Linked DNA regions of Mus musculus: region 1 is linked to region 2. The links are chromatin contacts, called in public Hi-C maps. All regions are on one chromosome and are shown on one strand. The core of a region is the stretch at or near the end of the contact, and the rest is flanking DNA. Distances in the headings are between cores, read along the strand shown. Region 1 overlaps Xylt1 (xylosyltransferase 1). Region 2 overlaps Xylt1 (xylosyltransferase 1).

The links. Hi-C and Micro-C count contacts between places; a contact is called where the count stands out from the background.
Region 1: a contact with region 2 is called in a Hi-C map of stem cell-derived neural stem cells, with 1.6 times the contacts expected there. The contact joins two enhancer-like sites. A contact is called at or near these places in 8 of 484 Hi-C or Micro-C datasets (astrocytes, bone marrow-derived macrophages, brain and 5 more) and 4 of 115 datasets of contacts at active chromatin or transcription factors (acute myeloid leukemia, bone marrow-derived dendritic cells, embryonic stem cells and 1 more).

Annotation. Positions count from the first base shown.
Region 1 is chr7:117,551,867-117,557,185 of GRCm38.p6, forward strand. All of the region lies in intron 3 of Xylt1 (xylosyltransferase 1), which reads left to right. Among named protein-coding and RNA genes, the nearest start is that of Xylt1, 170 kb to the left of the region's middle. Within about 2 kb of position 1,640, at least 29 of the 459 cell types and tissues checked have an H3K27ac peak or open chromatin away from gene starts, as enhancers often do. A contact at or near this core is called in stem cell-derived neural stem cells, where this site is marked.
Region 2 is chr7:117,397,774-117,403,556 of GRCm38.p6, forward strand. All of the region lies in intron 1 of Xylt1 (xylosyltransferase 1), which reads left to right. Among named protein-coding and RNA genes, the nearest start is that of Xylt1, 20 kb to the left of the region's middle. Within about 2 kb of position 3,713, at least 24 of the 459 cell types and tissues checked have an H3K27ac peak or open chromatin away from gene starts, as enhancers often do. A contact at or near this core is called in stem cell-derived neural stem cells, where this site is marked.

The DNA of each region.
Region 1 (5,319 bases), core at 390-2,889, 150 kb after region 2:
GACTCCTATAGACTGTCTACCAAGGAACATGCAGAGAGAGAGAGATTCTTAAGGGTTTTGTGGAAAGACCTGTCCTTGAGTATGACCTCAGAAGAAGTTGTCTCCAGATCCCCAGCAAACCCTTCCTCCCAAAGATAGGACACTCACTGCAGCCACAAAGCTGATGCGCACACACACACACACACACACATGCGTGCACGCGCGCAGACACACACACTCATGCAAGTACACATGTGCATGCACACATACATGTTTATACACAAAAATGCATATACACATGCATGCAAACACACATACACATACATGCTCATACAGACATACCCACACACATGAAATTGTATGTGAATTCTCATATGCATGTATGCACACATACACACCCATACATATGCGCGCGCGCGCACACACACACACATGTGCTCATACACAACACTCACAGAGTTGCATGGAATTCCTGTCCACCCTTTGGTCTCTCCACCTTAGGAGTCCCAAGTCACCCTGACTGATCCTTCCTGTGTTTTACGGACTATAACTCCACAAGTGTAACAGGCAAGGGCATCTTGAACTGGAAACAAAGAAGAAAGGTCGTTTTTAAATCGAGATCATGAAAGTCTAGGGCTGAAGCCACACCCCTGCCTTTACCTCATTCCCAAATCCTCTGGAGACTCAGTCTCAGCCCCTTGTGGTAGAGGGGGCCTGCCAAAGCACAAGAGCTCATGGCACAGAGGCCAGGAAGCAGAGGCAAAGTCTGAGCTAAGGGGGAAACCTTCTTCTTTTCTTTAGTCCATCTTGGTCTGAAGCCTATAGGATGGCAACTCCCACAGTGGGGGGCTTGCTTTCCCCTCTAAGCTAATCCCACCTGGAAATGCCACCAAAGACACGCCCAGAAACTACTTCCCTTGTCTCCTAGGTGCCTCTCAGTCCAATCAAGTTGGCTATAGGATACATCAGCATATGTGTGTCTCAGGGAGCTATAGCCAACAGCCCCCCAAATCTCCGTGCCCCCCCCCGCCCCAGGACAGTTCTACTGAGATTTTTCTAAGGCACTTGGCTGTTAAAACTGAGAAGAAAGGCAGCTGGCTTTCTAGAAAGCTAACATCAAAAGTGACCCTTCTGCCTCCCTCCCGCCTCTGCCACCTCCTCCTTGCCCCAGAGATGTCCAGCTGCTGCCCCTTCTGGAGCGGTAACTCTCCTTTAAAACTTGTCTCTCGAATGTGTTGGTCCCTAAGTGATGTGTCTGAAAACCAAGCTGAAGAGCTTTCGCAGGAAGAGGAAAGCATCCCTGACAGGACACGCAGGAGGCCTTTCCTGGTTGTGGTCAGACACATCTTCTAGAAACTTCCCTTATGAATAAGCACTCCTCAAGCCAAGTGTATTTTTAAACAAGAGGATCATGGCTAGCCGGGGGTTTTGCTTGTGCGCTCGCAATGACCTCTGTAGACCAGCGGATTGGGAGCAGGCGTCTCACTCTGCGCTTATGAGCTGCAGCTTGGAGCAGCTCTGCCTAGAGAGAGCCTGACTAATCGGCTTCCCTTTTGTTCACGGCCGGAAGGGGATTTTGGAACCGGATAAAGCTCCTGCATGGCTGGGAGGCAGAGCAGGCAGGGTGCTTTGCTGGCCTGGAGCACATGGGTGCCTGTCTCCTCTTGCCTGGCTACTTCGCCCCATAGCACAACAACTCTCACTCCCCCGGGGTAACCATGGAGACACTAGCATCTGGGACCCTTTTGCCAGGAATGTCACAGGCAGTCTGAGAATACTGGTAATTTGGGTTTACAGTTGGCAAGCTTCTTTTTTCATAAATGTGAACAAAATTGTTGATTCTTCTAGCACCTGGCACTAGGCTCGGTGTTCATCAAGTATCTATTGCTATTGAGCGGTTTGAGATAAGGGAATGAAAGAAACCCTAGCTCACATCCTCTGGCTTTTTCACAACCCAGGGAAGAGGGTAGGGTACCCGAAGAATGCCCTGGAAACTCATCTTGAACAAGAACATTGATCTCTTCCCCCAGCACACTTCAATGTTACCTGTTTCACTAAGTCAAAGTATGCACTGAACAGCCATGTTGACTGTGTCTCTTAACTATGACAAAACTGCCAGAACAACACCTCTTAAAGGAGGCAAGGTGTCTGGGCTCTGTTTCAGAGGTTGTGGTCCCTGGTCACTTGGCTTCCTTGTTTTGTGGCTGTGGCAAGACAGGACAGAGCACCAGGACAGGTATGATGGGCATTGTGCTGTAGAGCAGAGCTGCTCACTCATGGCAAGAAGAATGCAAAGTCGGGAAGGTCTGGGGACCAGATATACCCTTCAGAGCCATGGCTCTAGTGACCCATCCCTTTAAAATAAGCTGCCTTCTAGTTCCCATCACTTCCTAACAACGCCACCAAAAGATGCATCCATCCATGGGTTGATGGATTAACAAGAGCAGAGCCCTTCTGAGCCAGTCACTTTCAGAAAGTTCCACCTCTGAGCATAGACAGAACTGTAGATCAAGCTTTTGGTACATGAGCCTTTTAAAAGAATATTCCATGTCCAGTCCCCAACAAGCACCCATCATACATTAAACAGGAGGCCACATGGGAGATGTGGTGGATGAGAGAAACATGACTGATCTCATGACACTCACAGTGCAGGGTGGGGATGGGAGACAGGCAGTGAAGGTGCAGGCTATTATGCACCTGGCATCAAGTAGGGTAGAGGGAAGAACTGTGAGTCTGACAGAAGTGTCTCCAGGGCAGATAGGTAGAGAAATGGTCGTTGGGTATAAATTCGTTCTTCCTTGGAAGCACCTGCTAAGAATGTTAACACTCTTGGGGAGGAACGGCTTACATTCTTGTGCAGGCTGAGTTCATTGTTAGACGAATCTAATGTGTATTTAGCAGTACCGCATCCCAGGTAACGGTGCTTGAATGAGATGCATGAACAAGGCAGTTGGAGATAGCTGCCTTCATAGAGTTTCTGTTCTAGGAGAAGCCGGCTATTGTCAAATACATAGAACCAGACTCTGATAACCAGGAAAACAGGCCTGCACCTGCAGGCCCAATAAGGATCAATTCCTTGATTGGTGGTTGCTGGGTTTTGGAAGCTTTCAGGAAGGGCTGGCAGATCTGGGTCTGCAGCAGAACCTTTGGGAAAGCCTTAGCTTTGCTTAGGATGGCAATTCAAATAAGACAGTCTAGGGGGCTGAGGAGTAGCTCAAAGGGTACGATACTTTACCTAGCATGCCCTAGCACTGAATAGACTAGGTAAGGTGGAGCAGGCCTATAATTCCAGCACTCCAGAAGTGGAGGTACGAAGACAGAAGTTCATGGCCATCCTTGGATACATGGTGAGTTTGAAACAAGTCTGAGCAACATAAATTCTTGTCCTTAAACAAATAGATAGACGTAAATTGAGCAGACCGAATCCAAAAATTCAAAATCTGAAATGTTCCAAGATACAACATTTGTTTTTTGGTTTTTTTGGTTTTTTGGTTTTTTGGTTTTTTGGTTTTTTGGTTTTTGTTTTTTGTTTTTGTTTTTGTTTTTTTTTAGACAAGGTATTACTTTGTAGCCCTGGCTGGCCTGAAGCCCTGTGATTCTTCTGTTTCGGTTTCCTAAGTGCTGAGCTTGCAGTGTGAGCCATGGTGCTCAGGTCTGCCTAATTCTGAGCATAACCAACCCCACTTCCCAAGAGGAACGTGCCAAATTTGACCCATTGTGAGACAGCATTCAAAAACAGGTACTCTCAAAATAGCATATAAAATTACCTTCACGCATATGTGTAAATTATACATACAGTGTAAATAATTATGCATAAATTTCATGTTTAGACTTGAATCCCATCTACAAACTGTCTCATTATGTTTAGGAAAAAAAATTCAAATATAAAAACCCCTGAAATCTGAGCCTTTCTGGTCACAAACTTCATGCACAAGGGGTCCAGAACCCTGTGATCACACTTAGCAGTGCTCCAGGGATGGCTGATTGCCAGGAATGATACTTAGCAAGTGAGTTATGTTAACCCAGTGGCTCCTCCTGCCAACTCTGTTATCCAGGAAATTAGGGCACATGGAGAGAGACAACTGGCCACAGTCACACAGTTAGCAAGTGGCAGAGTCAGGATTCAGTGGCGAGGGGTTCTATGGCCAGAGGCTTAGTCATGTGCTCTGCTACCTACAAAAGCCGGAAGCTTGTGCAGTGTTCTGCCTGTGGTGCCTTCCAGCTGCTGCAAGAGGCTCACCCCATCAGGCCATTCACTTGCTGATGGCCAGGGTGGGGGTGGGGGTGGGGGGCGATCCCACCGGAGACCCCCTGACTGGTCTTCAAAGTTAGCCGGTCGCTTTAGATAAGGAACAGACTTATGGCTGCCCCATTTCTCTGTCACTTTCTGGTCGCTCAGCGTATTTGCATTTGTGTGACATGACAAAGCAATAATTTTTCATTGTATCCTTCAGTCACCCATGAGAGATTGGATTTAGGTCACAATTTATTACCCTGTGGAATTTAATCCAATTTTTAACACCATGTCAGCCACTCCAGTATTAGAGCTTTTTTAATGGCTGTGAAATTTATACAATGATAAAGTAATTTAAAACATATGTAGGAAGAGCATTGGGACAAATTGATGTGTATAGAACCCTACAGTAAAGATTGAATAGGAGATAAACATGGAAAATGGTGATTGATTACAGGACGGTGGGAACTGTGTCCCACTGATCAGCTCTTAATGGCAAAATTAGTAAACTAATTTGTTCTTCACAATTTTGAGGAGAGTTTCCGTTGCCCTAAATCAAGATTGAGGCTGAGTCACAAAGCACAAATTAATAGCTCACCTCTGAGTGCTATGTACCTCAACTTAGAAACAGGCCTGAGTGACTGGAAGGTTGCCAACCGCCTGTCTCGGGGGACCTTTCCCGCCACCAAAGTCGGAAGACAACGGGCAGGATGGCAGAGTCTCCCTTTGTTTATTTAGTGTATGGGCATTTGTGTATGCACGTGAGTGGGCTGTGTAGGTGTGAGCGCACAGGTGTATCTGAGTGTGTGCATGTGAACAAGTCTGAGTGTGTGTGTGTGTTATGTGTGTGCCTGTTGGGGGACACCGGATGCCCTGCTTTCTCTGCCTTATGCCTTATTTTACAGAGTCTTTCACTGAGCCTGGGCTTAGACGGCCAAGCGATCTTTCTCTCTCTGCCCAACCCTCCACCCTGGGGTTGTACACAACGGTGCTTGGCTTTTTACGGGAGTTCTGGAGATCTGAAATCAGACCTTCATGCTCGCTGCCCTTTTCCACTGAGCCAATTCCCTACCTCGTACTCGGTTTTAGAAAGTTGCCTGCTTTCT
Region 2 (5,783 bases), core at 2,463-4,962:
ATTAAACCTTAGAACTCCTTATAAAGGGGTGTGTGTGTGTGTGTGTGTGTGTGTGTGTGTGTGCGCGCGCGTGAGAGAGAGAGATTGCAATACTTCTAATTTGAATTCCGGGAATCGAATTTGAACTCAGGTTACCAGGCTTGGTGGCAAGTACCTACCTGCTGAGCTATCTCGTTAACCCTATGGCCTCTTCTTTATCAATCCTACTTTCTACGCAGGATTTGGTAATGCGTGCTTGTAATTCTAACAACTGGGTGGTGGAGGCAGGAGAGGAAGGAGGCCAAGGTCAACCTCTGCTATGGATGGAATTTGAGGCTAGCTTGGGTTATGTAAGACCTTGTTTCAGAAAACAAAGTACAACACAGAAGAGACCATGCTCTAGATGTTCTGAGATACCCTCATACAACTGATGGTTAACTTCATCTCAGAATAAACTCATCTATTTCAAAAGATGGAATCTTCTGGCCTCATTCATGGAATAACAAGGTGTTGGACATTCGCTTCTAGAAGGCAGTCACATAGAAATGCAAACTGAGAAGACCTTTCTAGGGCTGGGGATCTGGCTCAGTAGGTGTAGTGAATGTCTAACACTCATACAGCCTTGGGTTTGATCTCTAGCCCTGCATAACGCAGACATGGTAGCATATGCCTGTGATCCTAGTACTCGAGTAGAAGAGACAAGAGGATGAGACGTTCAAGCTTAGTTTTGGATACATAGCTAGTTGGGAGATATCTTGCTTACCTTTCTGTTGCTATAATTAAACACTATGACCAAGTCAACTTATTAAAGAAAGCATTTAAATTTGGGTTTATGGTTTTAGAGGGTTAGAGTCCATGATGGTAGAACAAAGGCATGGCTGACAGAACAGCTTAGAGCTTGTGCAAATAGGAGACAGAAAGGGCACCCTGGAGTCTTTTGAAACCTCAAAGCCCACCCCCAAGACACACTCCTTCAATAAGGCCACACTTCCTAATCCTTCCCAAATAGTTCCATCAGCTGGAGGCCAAGTATTCAAATGTATGATTCTCTGTAGCCATTCTCACTCAAACCACCACAGAGTCCAACCTGAGTCATATCAGCCCCATCCCAAAAAACAATAAAAATAATCCTGTCTACATCACTCCTATATCAAAGAAGAAATCTCGTATACCTTCCTTTCAGATGACGTGCGGTGGCAATGGGAGCAGCTCACATCCCAGCTTGACAGGCTCCTGAGTAGCTAGGATGGTAAGCTGTGCCACCAGACCTAACTCTTCTGGGTATTTAGATTTGATAGTGGTGTTCTACGCACCCCAGCCTGGTACCATCATCTTGGGTTTGACTTTTGCATGAGTGGGAGCTTGCTATGCCAATATCCTGTCTTCCCATGATGGAGCAGGGCAAAGTGAACTGGATATACAGAGGCCAGGATCTCTGGAGCTAAACCTTGTTCTGCTTCTCTGGGTTTGGTTGCTGCCTGTTTGTTCCTGTAATAGATGGATGATCTCTTGGTTTCTCGGGCTCTGAACAGTCTTGACCCTCATGATTTGCTATGCCCTCTTCACATATGTCTGTCTTCCTGTACCCAACAGAGAGTGTTCCTAGGGTTCATGTCACCATGTGTTGTGGTTGATCCAAGGTCTTTGTATGAAAAAGGACTCCCTTTCCAGGTCTCCATCTGTCTGGGCATAAACTCAGAGACCCCAGCCTTTTATTAGGTTCCTGTGACCATCACAGTTGGCCTTGGACCTCTTAACACCATCAATGCATCCCAGTGCTGCGATAGTAACATGTAGTGCTCAGAAAAATGCTTTTATTTCCTTCAAAGATTTAATGAGGCAAGACCTATTCAGCCCTGCTTTTAGGGGCTCATGGTGTAGCTTCATGGTGGAACACTTACTTGCCCAGCATGTGTAATGCTTTGGGTTCCCTCCCCAATGCCATCAAAAGTGTGTGTGTGTGTGTGTGTGTGTCTAAGATCCAACATCCTTTATATCCTTTAGAGTCAACTCATGCTACATGGTCTCCTATCAGCTTCTTAAATATTCTGATTGCATTTTGAGACCCAGTTCTTAGAACCTGGTGTGTAGAACATTGATATTGATGCTGGGAGGTGATACTGATAACGATGAGCTATGTATATGACTCAGTTGGTAGAGTGCTTGCCTAGCATGAATGGAGCTCTGGGAAAGGCATACACTGGCATGGCAGCACATGCTTGGAATCCTAGTATCTGGACTGGCGGCAGGAGGATGAAAAGGTCAAACTCATTCTTGGCTACATTGTGAGTTTGAGGCCCGCCTGGGCTACATGAGATGTTTCATAGACAGACAGATGGATAGAACTATGCAGGGAGAGAGAAAGATGAGATGATAGTGTTAAGCTGGCCTCAAGCCATGTTAATGGTCTGACATCCTGTCATGTGAGTCTTGTCACAGCTGTTGTACAGTGAGTGTGTAGATGCAGAAAGTGATGCACAGAGAGGGGAACTAATCCAGCAGAGTCACACAGCTGGTTAGCAAAGGGTCTGCATCACCCCTCAGCCTGTTCAGGGACCCATGTTCTTCACACGCTCATCACGGATCCTGGCTTCTCTCCGTGGGCTTTGGGACTGGCTGGATATAAGGGAACCCGGAGACTGAATTCTTCCCTGTGCCCTTCGGGCTGTGATGGAGCATCTAACCTGCATAAGCCTCCTCAGCAGATTGTTTTCTTAGTCTCCACCATCAAAGAATAATCCCTGGGTTTCTGAAAACTGGACAAGGGAGGGGCTGAGGCTGTAGTCAGAGTTGTCACCCCATCTGAGACCCACACTTCACTGGGCATGCCAGTAGCCTGTGTGGTGGGATGGAAAGTCAGAGAGGCCTGGACTCAGTCTGGGGAGGACGAATTGTGCCTGAGTTCAGAAGAACTTCTGTGTGTGTGTGTGTGTGTGTGTGTGTGTGTGTAGTGAAAAAAAAGCATGCGTGTAATTTTTATACCATGCCACAATGTCTCTGTTCATCTCAGTTGGAGCACACAGTGCAATGGAGTGGGTAGTGGTAAACACAAGGTCTTTGAAATTGGGCTGCCTAAGTTCAAGTCCTGGGTCTGCCACTTATCACCTGTGTGACTGTAGAGACGTTATGCACGGGACCTCAGCTGCTTCATCCGGAAACTGGGTGCATGAGACCTATCTACTGCAGGGGGTTCTGTGGAGAGACAGAGTGAGTGGACGTTGTATTTTATTGAGCAACGTGCCCAGACATGTGTCACATATTATAAAGTGCTTATTATTATAGGTAGTGATGGTCCAGGGATAAGGGGGTGGGGAGGGGAGAACATATTTAGGGAATAGATTTTTTAAGTTCTAGAATAAGTTTTATGAGAGGCAGGCATTTCTTTTGCTCCAGAACTGTATTAAATCAAAGTTTCATCTTACTGGGGACGGGGCCTCTGGCTTCAGGAGAGAGGCCTCAGTGTCTCTGCAAGGCTGTGCACTGTGCTGAGAAGTTTTAAACCTGTCATGTTAATTCGTTGTCTCAGCCCCTGGCACCAAGTGCTTTCAAACGGTCTCACGTCAGAGTCTGTCCCTATTTTCCAAGGGTTGAGGACTAGCCTTTTTCTCCCTGGGATGAGGAAATGTTTCTGAAGACAGCCTTGCATTCTCCCACAGAAAAAAACTGATGGTCTTTGCCAAGTCTCAAGCATCAACGACTTCGAATTCAGCAGACGGACAGTGAGTCTGGGCAGCCCTCCCGACACCCACCTCTTCTGTTGAACTTGGTGTTTTCATGGCCCGTGTGGTTCTGTACTGAGGGACCCAACCCCAGCCTGGCATAAGGGTGGGAGTTCTGAGCCTTATTTCTCATTTGGGTTTCATGGAGTTAGACACTCTGCCCCAGAACTGAGTGAGTCAAGCGGGCTAGGACAGACCACGCCTAGGACATCTTCCCTGAGGACTTCTTAGTTGTCCCTGAACCCTGTGTTGAGCTGGGCAGGGGGAGGTGGGCTTCAGAAGTTGTAAAGAAGGCAGAACCCACACTAGGCCTCCTGGCAGATTGAACAGGGCTGTTGGGCAGAGTCCAGAAACCCTCTTGCTGACAGTGACAGTCTATGAGTTTGCAGAGAAGCAGGGCCGTGAATAATTAATTGATCCTGCTAACTGAGTTGTGAAAAGCATTTTTGGAGAGTCCTATCTGCATATTCTCTGGGGAAGGAGACAGGAGTTGGTAGGAACGAGGCTGCCTTCTCCAGCCCAGGGATATGGAATCTTCTCATGTCTGGTCTGGGGAACCAGGCTGTGGCCCCTGAGCTTGACAACTGTGTGGGTGACTTAGCTCTGGGAACAGTGTGGGCAGCTGGGCTCTGACTGGGTTGGGCTGTTGCCACAGAGGGTTGGTGAGTCTCCATCTTGGGTCTCAGATAGTGTAGTTTTGAGGGACCCTGAGTCTTTAGAGGAGAGACTTGAAGAGACTTCTGGGCCTTCTGTTTCTCTGCCTGAGCAGTGGTAGAAGCTGGAGGGGTTGTGGGTGTTTCTGGAAGCAGGTCTGACCTTCTGATTCACTGTGGTTGCTGAATGTGTCCGTCTGGGCTTCCTATGCCTCCTTTGTGTCTGAGCAGGCAATACTTGCTGCTCCGTAGGAATCAAGAGCCACAGTCGAACCCATGGTACAACGCCCAGCCCCTTGTGCTTGTGTGGGTTGGATCAATCTCTTGCCGCTGCCCCCCTTCCCGCCTCAGAGCTCAGCATGGGTAATGGGATCTCAGTGGCCCATCTTTGGAAAAATTGTTATGAAGCTTAACTAGGTGGCTATTGTTTAATCACCTTTGTGTCCCTGTGACTCTCCCTGACAAGCAAACTAAGGAGGAGAGATTCATTTTGTATCTTGGTTCCAGAGGGCTCTGTCAGTTACAGCGGGTGGGTCAGATCAGAGAGGCAGGAGCATGTGATGAAGGCTGTTCCCATCATGGAGGACAAGTATGCAGGGGTTGGGGGTAATGGTAGGAAGTAGCCAGGGATAATATGCCTGTATCCATGCCCAGAGCCTGCCCAGGAACCTACTTCCTCCAGTTGGCTCTACCTCTTGAAGGCTTTATAATCCAAAATAGTGGCACCAGTAGAGGACCAAGTGTCAAAATGTGAGTCAGGCAATGCGGATGTTGTAGACTCAAACTGTGATGTTTTTTTCCAAGTACAAACATAGACATATTTTCTTATCTAGAATACTGCTGGTGTCAGTATCTCATGAAGTTCTTGTCACAGCTCCATGAAGAAGATGGGCTGAGTAGGCAAGACACAGCAGAGGTGCCATAGTTGCTTGTCTAAACACAGAATCACTCCCTGTAACAGAAAGACCTGGGTCTTTCCATACAACGGTACTTAATGCTGCTGGAATTATTGGGACCTTGTGGCCCTACTGCCAAATGAGGTGTCGATAATGCTGCATCTCCCATTGGGCAATTGCCATTCATTCTTCTATTCAAAAAATGATTATCAAGTACATAGTGCCTATGGGGCATTGCTCAAAGAGGAGTATGAATATATATATATATATATATATATATATATATATATATATATATATATATATATATATCTTTGCAAGTAGACACACATTTGTATAAGCATTTTACAGCCCATGTGTGGAGGTCAGAGGACAACTTTGGGAGTCAGTTTTCACCTTCCATCATGTAGGCCCTGGGGACTGAACTAGGGTTATTTCTCTTAGTAACAAGTACCTTTACCCACTGAGCCCTCTTGTTGGCCTCAGTATGAAATCTTTTGGTGAACCAGAGGTCTCTTCCTTGTAGATGGGAGAGA